Regions from separate parts of the Rattus norvegicus genome. Here region 2 is linked to region 1. The links are chromatin contacts, called in public Hi-C maps. All regions are on one chromosome and are shown on one strand. The core of a region is the stretch at or near the end of the contact, and the rest is flanking DNA. Distances in the headings are between cores, read along the strand shown. Region 1 holds the start of Pag1 (phosphoprotein membrane anchor with glycosphingolipid microdomains 1). Region 2 overlaps Zfp704 (zinc finger protein 704).

Region 1 (3,973 bases), core at 520-3,019:
TTTGAGTCATCCAGTTGTTCCTGTGACTGCCCTTCCAGACCAGGCTGGAGGCCCGTAGCAATCTTTCAGGCAGTCCAGCGACTGCTTTCACTTCAGAGCTTCCCCGAACACCGACCGGTCAAGCCGGGCTCCCAGCAGTCCATACAGAAAGCCACAGCTAATCTCCATTTATGTCCACATGCCAGCTTCAGTGGCGTCGAAAGCCAGCAGCAGCGTCATGCCTGGAGAGGTGTACGTGGACAGACAGACAGACACTGCGGCTTACCACATTCATCAGGCTCTCATGGTCTCCACTATGCTGCCGTGGCTTCTTGTCTCTGAAACGGAGAAGAAAACACCATTCTGGTGTCAAATGTGCCCTTAAAGTGAAGCAGACACCATGTTCCCCTAGCCTAACGTTCCTCAGCAGAAAAAGTCCTAACCAGCAGCAAAGGCTGTGTCCCTTTCTGGCGCACAGAGGGTCAAGTTCACAGCAGGAGGACAGCAGGCTGCAAGCAGGAGCTGTCTGTGCCTAGAATGCTCGGATGACAGACAACGCCTTTTCTCATCGTCTCCCTTAGGAGTCTGTGAGTCACGTGCGTGTGGAAAGGGGTGAGAGAACATACAGGAGACACTACTTTGGCACACCAGCAAGGTGACATGTCTCAGGATGAGTCATATGTACTTCCAGTCTATGGAAACGTCTGTTGAGTAAAAATAGAAACGTCTTTTACACCGAACAGTCTAAAGAAAGCCATTGGTTGTAAAGATGACATTTCTATTTGTGTTGAGGAGAGGGTGACTCCTAGCGGGCAAATGAGTCATTACAACAGCAGAATCTTCAAGCTCCTGGAGGCTTGTCCCGTCCTCAAATGCCTGGGTCCACACTTGGCAGGGATTAGGAGAGGCTGCATAAGGCCAGAGAGTCTGGCTTTCTCTTCTTGACAGATTTTAGGGTGGGTTCCATATCAGAATTTTAAATATCATTAACTTTCTTCCCATGTTGGAGCTGGCTAAGCTGGTCCCCACTGACTCCCGGCAACACCAGAAGGCTGCACACCCTGTACCATCTCTGATTGTTCTGAGCAACCAGTCTTAGTTACAAAGAACTCTGCTTCTCCCTGAGCGAAAGGAGACAAGTGTAATGTTTAAAAAGAAAACAGGCGTCTGCACTCAGTGAGTCTCTCCTGTAGGAAAAACAAACCTGTTCCTTCATAAAGGGCAGTTCAGCACACACAGGTTAATAATACATGAGCTCTCCCAAGCCACACAACAGCGACCATCCTCAGTAACTGCCCATGGTGGCAACAGGATGTAGTACCTCACACTTAGATTTCAATATGCCCACGGCCAGAAAAGGACAGCACCCAAAGACTGCTCAAAGAGCGGCAAGAATTCATTCCAGACGTTTAAAACAGGAGGGCTCTTTGCTTTGCTCTCCAGGAAGGTCCATAAGGATTTTCAAGAACGTCCTTTGTAAGCAACCCATGAACACAGAGGGCCAGGGAGGCTTTGAACACTGAGACTCCACTGGGCACAGGAAAACAACAGGTTTAGGCTCCGGAACATGCATGTTTGTTCTAACCTGTCACAACTGGAGCACAGAAGGATGAGGAAGGTGATGAGGAAGAACATGGCCACCGCAGCCAGACTTCCCCACAGCACCATCTGCATCTGCATCTGCCCGCTGCTCAGGGCGCTTCCTGCAGGTCCCATGGTGGGAGCTGGGGTGACCAGCAGGTGGGCTCGGTTCTTCACAGGAGATCACATGGGTCTAGAGGGCTTCCCTCCTGCAGAGAGAACAACACGTTTAGGATCCCTTCCCTGGAGAGGCTGAGCCTTCTCAGTGTCAAGATCCCAAACCAGAAAGATCCCCAAGTCTGAGTTTTTTGAGTGCTGACACGATGCCACACCAGAAACTTCTATTTGCAACATCGAAATGCAGGTATGCTGAGACCGTATAAAATGACCTTCTGTTTGTGTTTGAAGAAACTACAAAATACACATGAATGGCATGGTCAGACCTGCGTCTTTTCTCCAGGATAGCTACCTCTATTTCAGAGTCTGAAAGGTCTCTAACAGCACTTCAAGTGAGAAGCGCACAGCCTCCCTGTCAGGAGAAAGGCTTCGCAGCAGTCAGGGTGATGTGGGCAGAAGGTAGGCGAGCCTGGAACCTGGCTCTCTTCAAGTCTGTGGTCTGATGTTTGATTTCCTCACGTGGGATTTAACTGGGACTGCGCCAGCGTAAAACAGAACATCTGAAGCAATGGGTAGTTTATCATCATGGGGATGGACTTATTTCAAGGGAACTTCTTCAACTCTTCAACCAAGATTTCAGGCACCCCAAAGCAAGGAAACATGCTTATTAGGATTACTATGCCTCAGGCAGGGCAGTATGAAATGTTTACTATGCATGGATATGTATGTAATAATAACCAACTTTGAATTTTTAATTAATTTTTATTTATCTGGGCGTGTGTGTGTGTATGTGTGTGTGTGTGTGTGTGTGTGTGTGTGTGTTCATACACATGTATGTGCTCCATGGGACAACTGTGGAGGTCACAAGACAGCTTACAAGAGTCGGTTCTTTCTTTTCTTTTCTTTCTTTCTTTTTTTTTTTTTTTTCGGAGCTGTGGACCGAACCCAGGGCCTTGCGCTTGCTAGGCAAGCGCTCTACCACTGAGCTAAATCCCCAACCCCGAGTCGGTTCTTTCTTCTACCCCGTGGGTCCTGGGGAAAGAACTCAGGTTGTCAGGAGTGGTGGTGAGTATCTATACATCTCAGCCACCTCACTGGTTTCCAAGACACATTTTTTTCAAGAACGCTATTTTCATCCCCCTAGCTCCTCAAGCCCGTTTTTCCTTAGAGCTCCGTCAGTGTGATTGATTAAATAGTGTCTGCCTATACACCCCAGACTGCTGTCCACTCAGGGTGTGGCTTTACTTTCAAGGAAGAGTTTTCACTGAGCTGATATTGGATACCCAGCAAATTTATTTTCAGAGGAAAGGCTTGTGCTAAGGACACTCCCTCAGCAGAAAGCAAGATCGAAATATGAAGAACCATAGAGGAGGCATAAGACCTGTACTCAGAGTTCCCAGGGATGCCGCCAGATGCTCCTGCATTTACTGCTCCACCACCCACGGGGAGCACTGTTCACCTCCACTTTAAAGATCAGGAAGTTGGAGCCAAGCTGGGAAAGAACTTGGTCCATGTTCTCACCATAGAGAAAACTCTGCTCTGCTTGAACCACCAATGCTTACCCACTACTCTGTTCCCACCATAATGCTGACCCACCACTCTGTTCCCAACATAATGCTGACCCACCACTCTGTTCCCAACATAATGCTGACCCACCACTCTGTTCCCACCATAATGCTGACCCACTACTCTGTTCCCAACATAATGCTGACCCACCACTCTGTTCCCACCATAATGCTGACCCACCACTCTGTTCCCACCATAATGCTGAACCACCACTCTGTTCCCAACATAATGCTAACCCACCACTCTGTTCCCACCATAATGCTTCTGACAGTGCCAGGCTATTGCTCATTCTTTGTTATTTTGTAATTTGTAAATATTGTTAAACATTTCAGCATTAGAGACAGGCTGAGAACAGAGGAGCACACAAGGCCAATACATAACTTCTGGGTTAGGATGATGAATCATAACTGAATTTTTCTCGCAGAAAGACACAAATTTTTACATTCTCACTTGAGTCAGTGATATTACCGTAGGAACATGTGGCCAACGAGAGGCTGCACATGCTGGCACCTCTAGGGTGTCTTAGTGACAAACCAGAGTGTAACCAAAATAGATACATCGAAGCCATTTCGACAAAGGCAGATTGTTCTAGTGTACATTTCCCTGAAAGTTCAAGGATGAAGGAGAGTACATAGCTGAGGTACAGTACAACCGAGGAAACCCTATTTCCGTGTCTGCGGATGCGCGTGAATACCCTTCTAACAGTTTATAATGCGCTGGGGTTTCTTCA
Region 2 (3,973 bases), core at 375-2,874, 250 kb before region 1:
TATACACTTTTCATAAAAGTTGCTGTGGTCATGGTCTCGTCACAACAGCAGAACAGTGACTAAGATAAATGTTAACATCTCTCATGTAGGTGCAGTCCACCAGTTTGTCTGAGATAGGAGTTACCGACAAACAATGTACAACAAACAATGGTGTAACAGTCCTGGGGACAGAGAAATGCCTTCCCGGGAGTCTCTCTTGCTTTCAGGATGGAGTCCAAAGTTCCACATGACAGACCTTGGTCCCCATGACCCGAATCAGTCACAGGGCAGTGCACGATGCCTTTTCCAGGGTTTGACCGTCCTCCCTAAGTAGTTAGGCCCTCTTCCCTAGACCTTGACTCCAGCTCCGCCCTCTGCTGGGAACTAGCTCCCCCTACTCTTGTCCACCTGCCCTCAATACTCAGTTCAGGACGACTGCTTCCTGCTGTCTGCTGCTCTGTCAGGCCGTCATGGTGTATGGAAAGCTTGCTGCATTTCCAGTATTTGCTCTCAGCCCCTGCACAGGACGGGGTTCACCCCCACTTGCATTTCTCTAACTCTCGACATCCCCAACCCTTGGCTTAGGTTAGTTCTTCATGAAGGTTTTGGGGACGGTGTTAGTGAAAGTCGCTGAGGGGTGACAGGCAGAGAGACCAAAACATCTAAAGGCTCTTGTGGTTATCTACTTTTACACCGTCATCTTGTTGGACTTGAGGGATTCTTTACTTCTGTCTTGTGAGAAGCAAAGGCTTTTAGCTTTTAAACAGATCACCCCCGGGGTCCTAACAAACAGCCAAACAAAACCCAACCTGGCCTACCTAGGCAACATTAATTTTTCTCCCATGTCTGTGATAATTTTTTGTATTTACAAATTCTCATGGATTCGTTGGTAAACTCTAGAATCTCAGCAAGACCATTATTAAATCAGGTCTCAAATCCGCTGAAAACAATCCCGTGTCATTAGCTGGACCCCTTGATGTAGTGAGGAGTCCCAGGAAGCACACAGCTTGGAGAAGCATCTCCAGCTTTCCTCAGAGGCTCTCTCACTGTGCGTGTCCGAAGCGTTTTCCTTACACCCAACATGGTCCTCCAGGAGTCACAGGCAGTCTGAAACCGTGTTCTCTCTGAACGTGTGGTCACAACAGGGACTGCCGCTTACACATCACATGGTGACAAAGAAGACCGGAGAGAACGTGACAAACTGCTGAGTTTATTTTGACAGCTGTACTTTGTGGATCTCCATGTATGTGCATCTGTGTCTGTGTGGGCTTGTGTCGTGTGTTTTGCAGTGCTTGCAACTTGGTAACAACCACGTGTCTGGGTCGTGTGTACACGTGTGCATGTATGAATCTCTGTGTGAGTTGGTGATCTGTGTCGAGTATCCGGATGTGTATGTGTTTGAGTCCTGTATGCATGTGAGTCTGTGCTTCTATTTCTGTTCTACTAGGACATTACTGTCCCCGGCTCTGCTTCCAGGAACAGCCGGCCTTTTCCTTTCTTCCCAGTTTCTTCTCTCCATCCCACTGAGGGTGTGCCCGCTATCCTCAAAAGTCCACAGAAGGCCGCCACTCTCTCCAGGAACCTCTTGGCTGGGCTGCCTCTGACCAGGCTGCTGTCTGTCTGGGCTGTCAGCCAGCTGACCCACAGTCCTGCCCTGTCAGCAGGGCCTGCCACTCATTGAGGAACAGCAGGTCTACTGTAATGGGAAGGCAGAGCCCTGTGTCATCCAGGAAGCCTGAAGTGATCAGTCTGCTCGCTGAAGAAATGTCCCAGATACCCTCAAGGAGAAAACTGTCATCAAAGCTGCATCTCTCCCTCATGGTCATGGTGGGCCATCCCTGATGTACTGTGTGGCTCATCATGTTATCACCTGGGGGCCTCAAGTCCACATGTGTCCAGCCAATGTAAAGAGCTGCCAGCCACAGTTTATGGAGAGAATCATTTATGCAGGGAACTGGAAGAAAACGAGTCCAGCGTTTGCTGGTTTGCCAACTTAACAACTATGGATAAAGTCACTCACTGTCCCCTAGACAAAAACAAACAACGAAGCCTGAGTAGGCTTAACAAGACAGCACTTCTTATTTCTGCCCTCCCTTACCTGTAACAGTAACTGCTCTGCAGACAACAAACTGAGCTCCTCTTAGCCACGACTAGCAGCCATTTCCCTTCCTGTCTATGTGAAGAGAGACCAGTCGTTTTCTGACCATACCACGGCAATAAACACCCAGGGAGCCTGAGTGGGACTCCCACTCCATCCAAAAGGCATGGGGCCATCCATGGGTGTCAGGAAGGGACTGGGAATGTACCTGTGGCTGAGCAACTGCCCTTCAGAGTGACCGTCTGTGCTGGGGAGAGAACTGCAGGCAGCAGTCCAATGGGCACACTCCTTCATGTGTCCTGGGCTGGGGGTGCCAGAGTCAATCCCTCCCAAGACACATATCTGGCTTCAAGGAAAGGAAAAGTATAACCCTTAAAAGAAGGGTTATATTTATTGTAAACTAAGGATGCTAGATTTCCACACGTACAACTTTAAATTGCCAGTGTGTAACGATATCACTGTCACATTCTACCAAGAAACAGACTTGGGGACTTTCTTAAAGGAAACAGCCAGCTGGCCAGGCCTGTCCAAGAGGTGGCCCACTATGATCCTCAGACATTACACCAGTGCTCCGTCCTGACCAGCTCCATCCTTACTTCTGACTTTTTCTCTCTTTGGGGGCAGGATCTCACTATGCGGCTCTGGAGGGCCTGGACACTCTGAAGTCCAGGCTCCTTCTGAGCTCAGAGATCTGCTTCTTCTCCTGAGTACTAGAATTATAGCACCCGTCATCCCACCTTGCCCACAGCTTGGTTCTCAACCGGAGGCATAGACATAATTTTCTGTGATTGAAATATTTATGTGAACTAAAACGCAATTTATTTCAGGTTCTACTTTTAATTTTGGTATCAATTTAAAATTATGTTATAATGAGAAGAATTTCTTTTTATTACACGTGTGGCTTGGTCTACATTAGTTTAAGTATAGTATTTAAAAGTTGGGAGTCAAGCTGGGTGGTAGCCCACACCTTTTAACCCCAGAACTCAGAAGGCAGAGGCAGTGGATCTCTGAGTTTGAGGCCAGCCTGGTCCCACAGAGGGGGTTTCAGAATAGCCAGGGATGCACAGAGAATCTCTGTCTCAAAAAAAAAAAAAATTCCTAAGAGAACAGAGAAGACATCAATAACGAATGAACTAAATTATAGGTTGTTTACCCATTATTAAACCCTCCCCTTTGTTTGAGACCAGCTATCACTATGTAGCCTCGTAGAGCAGACTGGCCTCAAACTCACAGATATCCCTTGCCTTTACCTCCCAAGTTCTAGGATTAAAGGTGGCCAGCTGGTATCTACATTTAAAATCCTTTTCAATAATATTCTCACGATGTAGTTAAGGTGTTTTTATTCTTTAAAGCCATGCTTTATTTTAGGTAGAACAGTAGACTTTATGGTTAAATAACACCATAATAAGATGGCTTAATAGACCTTTACACATACGAAAAAGGGGTTTGAAACCCCTCCCTCAAAACAAACCCTTTAAATCTCCTTTTCTAAGTGGGCCAAGGTAACACATACTCCGTGGCTAGTTCTGTCTGCACTGTCCATCAGTGGAATTGAGAAGAGAGTCCAACTTTCACAGTGGCCTCAGCAGAATGGACTCTACTCTTCAAGCTGATTAGCTGTGCCTACTTGAAATGTTTGTCTTCAGTTTGAGACCAAGGAGTCTTGGCTGAATAGTTTTATGTCAATATGATATAATCATTTGACAAAGGGAACCTCAAGTTGAAAAAAAAAATGCCTTTACCAGCTTGGTCCTGCACAAGCCTGTGAGGCATCTTCTGGCTTGAAGACTGATGTGGGAGGGCCCAGCTCACTGAGGCAGCCCTAACCCTGGGCGGGTGGTCCCAGGAGCTATGAGAAAGGTGACTGAGCCAACCGGTAAGCAGCACGCACCACGG

Evidence for each region. A called contact is a pair of places that touch in the nucleus more often than the background predicts.
Region 2: a Hi-C map of kidney shows a contact between it and region 1, with 7 times the contacts expected there. The contact joins the enhancer-like site here to the promoter of Pag1 in region 1. A contact is called at or near these places in 3 of 12 Hi-C or Micro-C datasets (the Rat2 cell line, kidney and liver).

Annotation. Positions count from the first base shown.
Region 1 is chr2:93,962,390-93,966,362 of GRCr8, reverse strand. It overlaps Pag1 (phosphoprotein membrane anchor with glycosphingolipid microdomains 1), which reads right to left and starts at 1,769. Exons shown (of 6, transcript NM_022253.1): 1 at 1,565-1,769; 2 at 266-317. The coding sequence starts at 1,695.
Region 2 is chr2:94,215,507-94,219,479 of GRCr8, reverse strand. All of the region lies in intron 2 of Zfp704 (zinc finger protein 704), which reads right to left. Among named protein-coding and RNA genes, the nearest start is that of Zfp704, 140 kb to the right of the region's middle. Within about 2 kb of position 1,624, at least 20 of the 93 cell types and tissues checked have an H3K27ac peak or open chromatin away from gene starts, as enhancers often do. A contact at or near this core is called in kidney, where this site is marked.